2 separate regions of the Xenopus laevis genome follow, and region 2 is linked to region 1. Evidence: chromatin contacts called from public Hi-C data. All regions are on one chromosome and are shown on one strand. The core of a region is the stretch at or near the end of the contact, and the rest is flanking DNA. Distances in the headings are between cores, read along the strand shown.

Region 1 (6,897 bases), core at 1,318-3,817:
AGGCATGATAGTACCTTCGTGTTAATGTTTCATCAAAAATGGAAAAAATAATTGAACATATACGTATAAACAGTGTGCAATGTCCAACAGACCTTCTGTCGATTCGCCTCTGTCAGACTCCGGTACAATTTCCGACCTTGTTTCCCAGCATTCCAGATGGTGAAGGACGGCCAATGTGCGAGGACCTTCTCCTCCAGGAACCGCACTCGGTGCACCCAGATTGTCTCCCTGCGAAATCAAACAACAAACATCATTGCAGTTCAACTGTACCTCGTGCAGGCAGCTAGCTGGGACCCAGGGCCAGAAAACATCACTGGTTAAATACTTATTATTCATTGAAATATACACAGTACTGAATAACCAGCCATACAGATCCTCATTAATAATCCTTAATCATATCATTTTTCACACGACTCACTAAAACATGTTTAAATAGAAATACCGTGTCACCTATAAGAATAGTAACCCATCAGTGACTTCTAATATCCTTATAATTTACAGTAGGGGGTACATTATCCCTTATAATACATGAGTGATACTCAGAGTTCCCTGTATAACTCAGCCTGCAGCCTTGTGCCTTTATATGGCCACAGAACTCCTCAGTGACTTCTAATATCCTTATCATTTACAGTAGGGGGTACATTATCCCTTATAATACATGAGTGATACTCAGAGTTCCCTGTATAACTCAGCCTGCAGCCTTGTGTCTTTATCTTTATATGGTCACAGAACCCCTCATTGGCTTCTAATATCCTTATAATTTACAGTAGGGGGTACATTATCCCTTCTAATACAAGTGATACTCAGCAATTCTATGAGTTAATACAAACAGGAGCTTAACAGCCGCACAGATCTCAGTTGCTGGGGCCGTACGAGAGCTGAGCACGCAGTTTCGCAGGTTTCTCGCCCCGAGGCTGCTGCTGAGGGTTATATGAACTCTCCTCTCAGTGATGATTATCAATGGATTAATTCAGCATTTCTCATTTTTCTTTGTAAACAAACTTTAGCCTTTTAACCTCTGCAGCTCCAAGCTAGATGTGCAGCTCTAATGAATCAGTCAGTGTGATTGGTGGGCTCAGCTTTTACAATGGACCCAATCAGTTGGTACCCAGGTTACTGTTAATTCCCATCAGCTGATCCTGGGGGGCCCAATCACTTAATAAACAGTTTATTCTACTTTTCAGGGAGCACAGTCCAGCCACACACTCAGGTCACAAAGGAGGAATTCATGTGGCCCCAACAAGCAAACCTGTAACTGCAGAGGCAGGACCAGTAAATATGTGATACTGAGCCGGGGGTTAATCTTACAGCCATACAGACACCAGACAATTACCACTAGGTCCAGGCTGATAGAGCTGCCAGAGTTCCCCTGTGATAGCGGTAGTCACAATTGGAGGAGGCTGAACGGGTGCACTAGGAATGGGCAATCTGCTAGAACATATGGCCACTTTGTAACTGGCATCAACACATGCTCAAATTTGCATCCAAACTTCTGCTTTGCCTTCATAAATGGTCCCTAATGTCCCTGTTCCCTGCTGTAATGCTTCATTATTGTATTATATTTAAGGGTAGTGCCAGTGTTACTCTAAGACCATGATCCCCAACCAGTAGCTCATGAACAACATGTTGCTCTCCAACCCCTTGGATGTTGCGCCCAGTGGCCTCAAAGCAGGAGCTTGTTTTTGAATTTCTGAATTGGAGGCAAGTTTTGGTTGTATAAAAACCAGTTGCACTGCCAAACAGTCTCCTGTAGGCTGCCAGTCCTCATAGGGCCTTCCAAATGGCCAATCACAGCAGTTATTTGGTACCCCAGGAACTTTTTTCATGCTTGTGTTGCTCCTGAAACAATTTTTACGTTTGAATGTGGCTCACAGGTAAAAAAAAAAAAAAAGAAAGGTTGGGGACCCCTGCTCAAGTGACCAACGGAATTTGATGGAGGGATATTTTCTCAAACTGAGCTACTATGTTGCTGCTAATTTCTGTTCTGGACCTGCATCTCTATCTTTATCCCATGCAGAGTTAAAGCACCACATGCCCATCCCAAAGAGGAGGTGTCAAGCTCTAGTAAATATTGCCACACTCAGATTACTGACAGAAGAGCTTCCCATTGGCACAGGAGAGGGAGTCTGAATGTTTAATTAAACTATTACACGACTCACCCCCCCCCCTTCCTTCCACGAGAAGCTGCCACTCCCACTATTTCCTTATTATTCCCATTACCCGAGCCAAAAAAACACTTGCTTTGCAAGTTGTGGCCCCAGGGTAAGAGAAACTGTGATTAGATCTGGGGGGGTGGGAGGATTTGAGTGAGAGCCAGGACAGGTGCAGTGGGAACTTGTAAGATTGAAACAAGCGAGGGTGCAGGGAGTTAAGAGAAAAGCCTTACAGCAATAGGTACAGTGTGGGAATTCTCTCGCTCCCTGGAAACTGCCTGGGCATTAACGTAACACTGTGTATTTTGATGCCCTCAAACAGACACTGCTAAACCAGTCCAGCTGTGGCCAATATTTCTATAAATACTGTGTATAAACCAGCATAGGGATTCCTCTGTACTAAGCACAATTCAGCAGGAACAGGCCCCCAAGTTTGCTCATAGTCTGTACAGAGAGATCCCATAATACTATGGCAGCATAGGTATTGCCCTGTACTAAGCACAATTCAGCAGGAACAGCCCCCTACATTGCAGCAGATGCATTTTTACATACAAACACACTACCTGACTCAAAATCAGATCACAACCGTCTCCCTAATAAAAGCTCCTCCGGGGCAAGTGCCTATTTATGGAACGCTCCCGCGCATGGGTCAGGGTATAACTGTTCCTCCCACACATGCCAAGAATATATTGGTTGCTTCAGATTTTGACACCTGATTTCATTTACTATGAGATGCCACTTGGCGCCAATAAAACAAGCAGAGGTTTGTGTTAAATGCGTCACACAGTCCCAGTATATATGAGAGATGTAGTTAAGCAACAGACACGCACCCTTTCCCTACTGAGACCTCTAAGAGGTAATTTAATGAATTTGCTCTCCTTTAATGAAAAGGATATGAGATTGAACGTGATGGAAAGGTGAGTCCAGTCTTAGCTACCATGTAATTCACTGCATCCACAACATGCTAAGAGTTCAGTTACAGCAGGGATCCCCAATCTTTAGAACCCGTGAGCAACATTCAGAAGTAAAAGGAGTTGGGGAGCAACACTAGCATGAAAAATGTTCTTGGGGTGCCAAATAAGGGCTGTGATTGGCCATCTGGTAGTCCCTATGTGGATTGTCAACCTACATTGAGACTCTGTTTGGCAGTGCAACTGGTTTTTATACAACCAAAACTTGCCTCCAAGCCTGGAATTCAAAAATAAGCACCTGCTTTGGGGCTAGTCCACACGGGGAGATAGCGACGCGTGTGGACTAGCCCTTGAGGCCACTGAAAGCAACATCCAAGGGGTTGGAGAGCAACATGTTGCTCATGAGCCACTGGTTGGGGATCATTGAGTTACAGGTTCACTTGCCCTTTAATATCTGTGTGTATTTGTGGGTAGGATATTGCTCGGCTGGATGAGATGTCACATGCCACATAGAGAGCCAGGGACTTACTGTAGGTAAAAGACAAAAGCTACCTGCTCTGATTCTGCCTTTGCTTCCAAAAGGGGTTAAAAGGGAAGAGGTAACCCGCAGCTGAATGCTGGAAATAAGGCGTGTCCAATAGCAGCGTGATGTATGGGAGACAGTGATCAGCAGTGTCTTGTCTCTCTGAATTATATTAAAGGGAACGGTGCCGGGGGCAATTCACATGCTGGGAGTTTGCATAAGGCTCCACATGACTTTATCTACCCTCTGTAACCCCTTCCCTGCCACCATGGTAATATCAGCTCATAAACAATGATATTTCACACAAGATCTCTATCAGTGTGCTCTTATATGCTCTGTTATAAAGATAGCTAGAATGTCAGCCATAAAGCAGGGCAGGACTGCTGCTTACAATGGGGATCAGATAGGATCTGTGTCATCTGGAGCAGAACTTATTGCTGTAGGTTTTGCTGCACAGGGAGCCTTGCTGACCTGCATGTTAACGTTATATATTTTTATCAATAAACACAAATAAAGGAAACTGTAGATGTTGCAGTTTTAGGGTGGGCTCTGCTATGCTGCAGATTGTCACCAGGGGGCGTATTGCACAATAACCTAACTCAATATACAGTTCAACGACTCATGTACTTTCTCCCTTTTCCCAAACGTTTCTACATTAAATGTCATTGGTGCCTTTGGGGAGAATATGTTTCCTAAACGTAAAATGCCATGTGCTACTGTTTCACTCAACAGGGCAAAGGAACTTACTCGGATACGGAGTGGGTAGCGGCTTGCTCATGATAGCGGTACAACAGGAGGCCCTTGTCCACTCTATAAGCCCCGCCTCCTTTCCGAAGGTGCTCATAGAAAAACAACAGGTCCTCTGGGGATCCCTAAAAAAAAGAGAGACATTAAAAAGTATCACCAAACTTTACATTTTCTGTATTTCAGGGACAGAATTCCCTGGGGGGGCACAAACTGGGAGTCATTGCACTGTTTTCCTATTGGTATACGTGGGAACGTGGCAGTTTAGCAGCCATTTGCCTTCGTCTGAATGTCTTTATCCACCCAGTAACAAATTTGAATTATGTCTCCTTGTGTGTGGTTCACCTTTAAGTTAACTTTTACTATGCTATATAATGGTCAATTGTAAGCAACTTTTCAATTGGTCTTCATTATTTATTTTGTATAGTTTTGTAATTATTTGCCTTCTTCTTATGAGTCTTTCCAGCTTTCAAATGGGGGGTCACTGACCCCATCTAAAAACCAAATGCTCTGTAAGGGTACACATATATTGTCATCGCTCATTGTTATTAGTCATCTTTCTAATCAGTTCCTCTCCTATTCATATTCCAGTGTTTTATTCAAATGAATGCATGGTTGCTCGGGTAATTTGGACCCTAGCAACCAGATGACTGAAAATGCAAACTGGAGAGCTGCTCAATAAAAAGCTAAAGCTAACCACAAAGAATAAAAAAATGAAAACCATTTTGAAATTGTCAGAATATCACTCTCTACATCATACTAAAAGTAAATGCAAAGGTGAAGATTCCCTTTACAGGGGGAAGACAGTGACCAACTGAAGTGCTTTTGGCTTGAGTCAGTATTGAAAGTAGCCTTAAATGTCAGCTTGTGATACCCATTGCTGTGCCACCTTCATTCATACTGATACGGTAACAAATCCAACTTTTCACCATTGGCACAGGCCAGACGGGCAGGTTAGTGCAACACAAGTCTGTAATGTACCCGCTCCTACTGCAACTGCATGTCACAGGAGTGTCAGCTCATGGGGTGAGGGGGGAGTTAGAAGTGAAGCAGTTGTGTGGCAGTATGGGAAGTGAAATCCTCAGGGTGATTTTGGCAATTCCCGACACACACACACACACACAGTTGTTTTGGCTGCTGCAGAGATGAAGGTGCTAACCAGCCATCTGGCCAATGACCCCACCATGCACAGGGCCTGAGAGCTGAGCCGTTATACACGGACACTCATACAGCAGGGTGACCCCGGGGTGCTGGGATGCCGCCAGCTGGGCCGGACGTGGTTGATATTGGCACAGCGACAGGCTCTTCTCATCACTATGGGGCGAGAGGAACGCTCAGCAGTGGGGACAGTGTGTGAAACAATCCTCTTGGGGAGTGATAAGCAGCAGTGCAGAGAGCGGCCGGCTCCTAGCGTCTCCTTATATAGATATGTGCAAGCACATCGCCTGACTGCGGGTCAGTCCTACGCCTCCTCATGTTCCACTAAATGCCTACAGGAGAGTGGCACATGCCAGGATTCAGGAGAGGTGCCCCCACTAACAGACCACTAATCCCAACATAGAAGCCATAGCACGCGCGCAATAATAGCAGCATACTGTATAGCGTTTGTGGATTTTCAATTTGTTCCATCAGCCATAGGACCATGTTATCAAACTCCCTGCAAGCTGTCATCATTATTAGCCATTAGAGAGCTGGGGGTGCCAGTCTGTTTTGTGTCTCCCCGGGAAATGCTGCGGCCATGTTATATTACGCTAGGGCTGCAATTCTCCATGTCCTCCAGAAGGTGGAACACTTGTTTTGTCAACGGGAAAAGCTCTGTATGTGCCAACTGCACCTCAATGGGTGACCCTATGGGATTATTTGTCCCAAAACTAAATCTGGCATAGAGTTGTTGCTACACCAGAGGAGCATTAGCAACCTATCCAGTGTATCCACCCTTACCTTGCCATCCTCCACAAACTGGCCAACGTGGCAGAACCACTCCCTGGAGCAGAACCAAGTGGGCATGATAACAGTAGGTCCATGGGAGGTATAGACCTGCAGAAAAATGATACACAATTATTTATATAGAATAAATTAAACATCATCTTACTTCCTCTAATGGCACTTAATAAACGCTCTAAGCACTGGCTGCTGAAGGATGCTGGGAGGCTTGATATAATGGGGTGTTCACATTTAAATTAACTTTTAGTATGATGTAGAGAGTGATATTCTGAGACAATTTGCAATTGGTTTTCATTTTTCCTTATTTGTGGCTTTTGAGTTATTTCGCTTTTTATTCAGTCACTTTCCAGGTTGCAATTTCAGCAATCTGGTTGCTAAGGTCCAAATGACCCTAGCAACCATGCACTGATATGAATGAAAGACTGGAATATAAATAGGAGAGGGACTAAATAGAAAGATGCGTAATAAAAAGTAGCAATAACTATACATTTTCAGCCTTACAGAGTTTTAGATGGGGTCAGTGACCCCCATTTGAAAGCAGGAAAGAGTCAGAAGAAGAAGGCTAATAGTTTAAAAACTATACAAAATAAACAATGAAGAGCAATTGTAAAGTTGCTTAGAA
Region 2 (6,897 bases), core at 1,847-4,346, 110 kb after region 1:
GCTATAAAAAACAAATCGAATGGTTCATTTACATATGCGTTACGTTTATTAACAGCTTTGGGAATGAACTCCAGACGCACTACAACTTATCACAGTGGGGAGAGGGGTGTATTGCTAACATTGACAGTTACCAATAGCAGCGAGTATTAAAATACAGCAAAGATCTAACTGGTTATATAGGATGACAATATCTGTAGTTCCAGGCCTGGATTTGTGGCAAGGCCCCAAAGGCCCAGGCCTAGGACGGCAAGAGTTCAAATAGAAGCTGTGTAGATCCGCGCTCTGCCTAGTAAACCTTTCCCATTTGCATGCATCAATCCTCTCACATAGATGTACCAATCATCCCAGGATATCCACTTTTAACTGAAAGAGAGGAGAGCACTCAAATGCAGATTAACTGCTTGTGATTATTTATTATTCATGCTGCTTTACACGACATGTTTCGGGTAAGTGTTGCCCTTTCTCAAGTGTAAACATACAGGTACACAGTGGACCTTTTAAACACACCCCTCACACCCATGTGATTTTCAACATCCAATCCTGGATAATTAGATAAGATAAAAGGTAAAAATCTAAAAACATTTAAAAACATTTTTTTTTAAAAAAAATGGCAATGTCTTTTAGTGGTTGCTTTTGGATTAATCTCCAATCCTGCTCATAAGTGTTCCGTGCAATATTGCCAATAAAATGATACATTAGTATCTAATGTGCAAAGTTCAGAGAGTTGCTGGTGACATTTGTGGCCGCTAGGACCTGGCGGCGCATTGGCGGTGGGCGATGAGGTGCGGCCTCGGGACGGCGAAGGCTGAAATCCAACCCTATGTAGTTCAGATCTAAAATGCTACTGTCTATCCCCTAACTCTACATGGGACTCAGGGGCCAGGACCAGGGGCACAACTACAGAGGAAGTAGACCCTGCGGCTGCAGGGGGGGCCAGGAGGTATAGGTACCCCATGAGGCCCAAATAAAGCACAATCTCAAGATATGTTGGTAAAAATATTGGTAAAAATGTTGGTAAAAAGGGGTGTAACTACAGAGGAAGCAGACCCTGTGGCTGCAGGGGGCCCAAAGGGATTCAATAAGGCGCTAATTAATGAGCCATTTACATATATATTGGTAAAACAAGACAACCTCTGGATACTTAGGGGCCCCTAAAATTAATTTGCTGTAGGGGGCAATAATATCTACTTATGCCACTGGGCAGGACATTAAACATATGTTATATTCATTTAAAGATCTTGAGGAAACTGGTTTATTTGATGAAGTTTGCATATAGTTTGAATGTGCGGGTCATCACCAAAAGTTGGTCATACTTAGGCTGACACTGGAAGCCAACCCAGCCCCTCCTGACTAACTTTGGCTTGTAAATGTACGTGTGACAGGTCTGAAGGGACACAATAAGGCGACTTTCCAACATTCATTGGCTGTGACTTGTTGGAAATAACAGGAATGGGGATGGCATTTTCTACAATGACTTCACATGAACTGAATACAGATACGAGCAACTTGCACAACCAAGTGCCTATCTGTGCTTATAGGTGCACCTTTGCCCCACCCCCTTCCTCTGGCACAAACCAGCGATTGGAACCCTGACTGTTACACACAGTAGAGAAGTGCCCGTCCTTTTGCACACAAGGTTTATAGTCCCTCCACAGAACTTGACATTCCCTGCAGCAGAACAGAACGAATTCCCCCAGACAACTACACTCACTGCCCACTCGACCCACCGACAACGAGGCAACACAAGGCAATAACAATGCCCACCAACTCAATACATGCCCCAGAACCCCTACACACCTGCGCCACCAGCACAGACCACGTGGGTTCCGTAATATTACTACAATGTATCCAGGAAAAAGTGGCCTCTGTTTGGCCGAAACATCTGGCACGCCTTCTGGCTGACTCCTGGTGCTGCCCGTGTTCTATAGTGCGTGACATAATCGAGCCTCCAAAAATCAGTGAGAGGGAGGTGGGCTCAAAGTGGTCAATGCTGCACTCAGGCTGATTCCTGAAGGGGAAATCACTGGTGTCTACTACCAACTTTCCCCCTCGCCACCTACAACTCCCAGCAGCCTGCGTGCAATAGTTGGAGCTCTGGGAAGCGTATAGGAGTAATAGCACAACTGCTATACACAGGGCCGCCATCACAAATCAGCAAGATTTTATGGGCCCCCTGGTCCCCGCCCACACCGCAATGAAAAGTCCACAAAGACACAACCGCTAAAAAAGGTAAACCCCCTCATCACAAGTTATAAAAAGCCATTGGTGGTCGGGGCATCCTTATAATTTAAAAAACAAAAAAATTGGCGGCAGGGATCCCACATAAAAGTTTTTAAAAAAACATTAGTGGTCAGGGCCCCCTATAAGTTAAAAAAAAAACTGTTGGCGCCAGGGGCCCCATAAGTTTTTTAAAAAAAAAAACATTCGTGGTCAGGGCCCCCCTACAAGTTAAAAAAATAATCATTGGTGGTCAAGCCCCCCCTATAAGTTAAAAAAAACTATTGGTGCCAGGGGCCCCCTACAAGTTAAAAAGAATCATTGTATAAGTGGGCATTGCAAACACTGTGTATATAACAGGATCCGGGTTTCTACTGATACCAGCAAACTCTGTACATAGGCTCTGTGGTAGCTACACATTATATCACACTGCAAAGAGTCATAGCTAGGCGAATATTAAGCACAACATACACAGCACTACTTTGTCTCTCTCAAGTTCTGCTTCTCTGCAAGCGCCAGGATGCTGCCACTCTCTCTATGCCATGGAGAAAAGAGCCCAAACAGGAACCGTGTGCTTACAGGGGCGGGACAGAGGCTGAGTGACATAAGCAAGGGAGAAGCTGTCATTGGCTGAAAAGCACTGGGGCGGGGCGAGATTGCAGAGTTAGGGATCGTCTGACAATTTCATACTGCTAATGAAAATTCCAGTCGTGCTTTGTGTGACATCTTGAAATTGAGTTTGCTGATCGTGGAACTTGCAGATAATCCCTAATTTTGCACTTCTCCACATACAATTTTCTGAGCGGCTCCTTCGGGTCTTCAGCACAGCCCCACTTTAGCCCCGGGTACGGAACGCATTTTAGGACATCATCAGGAGCAGGCCTGGACTGGCAATCTGTGGGTTCTGGCAAATGCCAGAGGGGCTGCTATAAGGTCCCATAGAAAGTCACTATTTAGTGGGCTGGTGGGAGTTGTTTGGGCCTCTGTGTGGGCTGATTGGGCCTCTGTGTACCTGAAATGCCAGGGCCTATTTTAATTCTCAGTCCGGACCTGATCAGGAGAACACACGCTCCTGCATGCGCTGGAATATGCAGACTCGTCTCTTATTCTACTCATTTATCCGAATAAACATGCAATCACACCTTCATGCTGCCCACATTTGCTGTTGCAATCTCCCCCCTCATGGCTCAGTCCTCCCTCCTCGGTCCTCAGACCTCCCTCCTTGGTCCTCAGCCCTCATTACAAAAGCCCTCCCTCCTCAGCCCTCCCTTCTCAGCTATCAGCCTGGCTTACGGACTGAGGCCTGAGCATGGAAGGCTGAGGACGGAGGGCTTTTGTAATGAGGGCTGAGGACCAGGGGGGGGGCTGAGGACCAGGGGGGGGGCTGAGGACCAGGGGGGGGGGCTGAGGACCAGGGGGGGGGGCTGAGGACCAGGGGGGGGGGCTGAGGACCAGGGGGGGGCTGAGGACCAGGGGGGGGCTGAGGACCAGGGGGGGGGCTGAGGACCAGGGGGGGCTGAGGACCAGGGGGGGGCTGAGGACCGGGGAGGGAGGGCTGAGGACCGGGGAGGGAGGGCTGAGGAATGAGCCACGAGGGGGGAGATTGCAACAGCAAATGTGGGCAGCACGTTCTTTGGATAAGTGAGTAGAATAAGAGACTAGTCTTAATACTTCTTCTTTACGAGAGTGCATGCAGGAGTGTGTGTTCTCCCGATGATGTCCTAAAATGCATTCCGGTACAGGTGTACCCCCTGTGCCCCCCTGATGGCGGCCCTGGCTATACATAGTCACTTGTGGTGCAGTTCCCCCTACAAACTGGAGCTTTGAGTGGTTCCTCCTGTAGCGTTTCACTCCACTGATCCTGTTCCTCATTAATTGTCCTACATAAGAATACTGTGCTGTGCATGTATTTTTGTGCCCTTTTGTAGTAGGCCCCCAGCAACAATTTATTCAGGGCCCCTTCCATCTCCTGCATGACATGAGTACAGGGGAAAGCTGGTCTTTGCCAGGCACCCCTTTCCTGTAGACGACCTCAGAGTCACCCCCAAATACGTATAAAGGTGGTTCGCCTTTCAGTTAACTTTTAGTATGTTATAGAACTGCCAATTGTAAGCAACTTCTTTTTATCATTTTTTTTAATTATTTGCCTTCTGATGCTTTCCAGCTCTTAAATGTAAAAACAAATGCTCCGTAAGGCTACACATTTATTATTGTTACTTTTTATTACTCATCTTTCTATTCAGACCCTCTCCTATTCATATTTTAGTCTCTTATTCAAATTAATTAATGGTTGCTAGGGTAATTTGGACTCTAGCAACCAGATTTCTGAAATTCCACACTGGAGAGCTGTTGAATAAAAAGCGAAATCACTCAAATACCCCACATAATAAAACATGAAAACCAATTGCGAATTGTCTCAGAATATCACTCTTTACATGCTAAAAGTTGAGTCAAAGGTGAACAAACCCCTGATATCACCTGCTTATGGTTGTGCCAGAGCATACCCGCTGCTATATTTCATATCAAAGTCTGGTTCCACATATAACTGACCCCAGTGTGCGAATGAGATACGGAATTAAATTGTAAATTTCACCAGTGCAGGGACTGATGGGAATGTTGTATAATCTCAGTACAGAGCTGCAGATATGTCATTCCTATATAAAGAATAATATATTCTTTGGGCCCATCCAGTTCTAAAACCATTATTGACAAGTATTCCTAATTGTTTTACACTTTGTGAAATATCATTTGTTTGTTTATGAATCCGTTTAACACGTGACAATGGATCAAATCTTATCTGCCCAAATAATGACTCCCACGGCAGATTTATATTACTGATATCAACAGGGGGTTCTCTCATCTGCCACTTTCCATACAATAGAACCCACCCCAGAGTGTGACATGAAACTGGTTCCCAACTCACCTGCTGTGATGCTTTAGCTATTGTGTGTCATTGTGTTCCACCCCAATCCTGTCCCTATCATTGCCATGTCAGTGTCACCTCTTCCTGGGTATCCCCCTCCTATTCACACTACAGGATTCTCCTTCCTCTGGGATTTTCCTTCCTCTCCCCTTATGTGACATGTTTATGGGTCAGTCCTTCCTAGGCCCAAAGTGTACTAATGTCAGTGACATGTTTATGGGTCAGTCCTTCCTAGGCCCAAAGTGTACTAATGTCAGTGACATGTTTATGGGTCAGTCCTTCCTAGGCCCAAAGTGTACTAATGTCAGTGACATGTTTATGGGTCAGTCCCTCCTAGGCCCAAAGTGTACTAATGTCAGTAACATGTTTATGGGTCAGTCCTTCCTAGACCCAAAGTGTACTAATGTCAGTGACATGTTTATGGGTCAGTCCTTCCTAGGCCCAAAGTGTACTAATGTCAGTGACATGTTTATGGGTCAGTCCTTCCTAGACCCAAAGTGTACTAATGTCAGTGACATGTTTATGGGTCAGTCCTTCCTAGACCCAAAGTGTACTAATGTCAGTGACATGTTTATGGGTCAGTCCTTCCTAGGCCTAAAGTGTACTAATGTCAGTGACATGTTTATGGGTCAGTCCTTCCTAGACCCAAAGTGTACTAATGTCAGTGACATGTTTATGGGTCAGTCCTTCCTAGGCCCAAAGTGTACTAATGTCAGTGACATGTTTATGAGTCAGTCCCTCCTATGTACAAAGTGTATATAAGAGGGTTTATCTGTGCATGACATATTCAGGGGCCTCTGTATTATCTGGCATGGACTAAGGGGAAATCAAATTAATATCCAGAGAGGCAGATATGCTGATTCAGTGCATGTCTCCATGGGCTGTAAAATGATACCAGGGCTCCCTGATGGGGCCAAGCAGTACGAAAGAGAAGCCAAAAAATAATAATAACAAGCATGACAAGTGACTATTCATAAAGATAAAAAGGATCTATCTGTTCCATCACTGGCGTTACTGGGCATTGCACAAAGCCGGAAATTAATCCCCCCCCTCTGTCAGGCACAGACCCCTGTTTCAAACTGAGCATCAAATAACAGAAAATCTCTCCATTCCAGAAAATGGCTTTAGATTTTTATTAGTTTCTTGGCTGAGGGGCAGCAGGGAGGAGGGGGCTGGAGAACTGGGGTGACCTCTGTAGCTCAGGGGCATGAAGGAAGGGTATGCTAATGTTTTCTGAGCTTAGAAACTTTTCCCGCTCAATGGAAAAAGGGAGATATGTGGCAGGTAAGTGACATGTTACAGAGTGCATGGCTCTTGTTGCTAGGTTCACTGGCCTTAGCAACCATCCATTGTTTGAGTCTAAAATAAAAGGATGAATAACACGGGGCACTGGCCCTGTCCTATTCATCCTTTCTTTTGAGACTCAAGCAATGGATGGTTGCTAAGGCCAGTGAACCTAGCAATCTAAAATAACAAGGCTAATATAATTCATAAAAATAATAAACTAAAGCTGGAGACCAACCTCAGAATTGCTTCGATACCAAAACTGAATTTAGCGATGATGTCCCTTTAATGCTTAGCACTGTATTGTGTTCTGTCTTTTTGTAAATAATCCCAGGCAGCAACACAGAGGCAGGTTCCTGCCAGTACAATGGGGTGATTATACGGGACTGAAACGTTTCTTATGGCGAGACGGAGAATCACTGTTCATTATTTTAAGCAAATTTCCAACTTTCTGTGGTTACAATGTATTTCAG

The links. A called contact is a pair of places that touch in the nucleus more often than the background predicts.
Region 2: a Hi-C map of the XL177 cell line shows a contact between it and region 1, with 3 times the contacts expected there. The contact joins the promoter of LOC108701172 here to the enhancer-like site in region 1. A contact is called at or near these places in 2 of 4 Hi-C or Micro-C datasets (the XL177 cell line and the XTC cell line).

The regions. Positions count from the first base shown.
Region 1 is chr9_10L:51,176,719-51,183,615 of Xenopus_laevis_v10.1, forward strand. LOC108701172 (UDP-GlcNAc:betaGal beta-1,3-N-acetylglucosaminyltransferase-like protein 1) reads right to left here. Exons shown (of 14, transcript XM_041577036.1): 8 at 6,273-6,368; 9 at 4,335-4,459; 10 at 93-228. Among protein-coding and RNA genes, the nearest start is that of LOC121398196, 71 kb to the right of the region's middle. Within about 2 kb of position 2,568, at least 1 of the 7 cell types and tissues checked has an H3K27ac peak or open chromatin away from gene starts, as enhancers often do.
Region 2 is chr9_10L:51,284,432-51,291,328 of Xenopus_laevis_v10.1, forward strand. It overlaps LOC108701172 (UDP-GlcNAc:betaGal beta-1,3-N-acetylglucosaminyltransferase-like protein 1), which reads right to left and starts at 3,097. Exons shown (of 14, transcript XM_041577036.1): 1 at 2,689-3,097.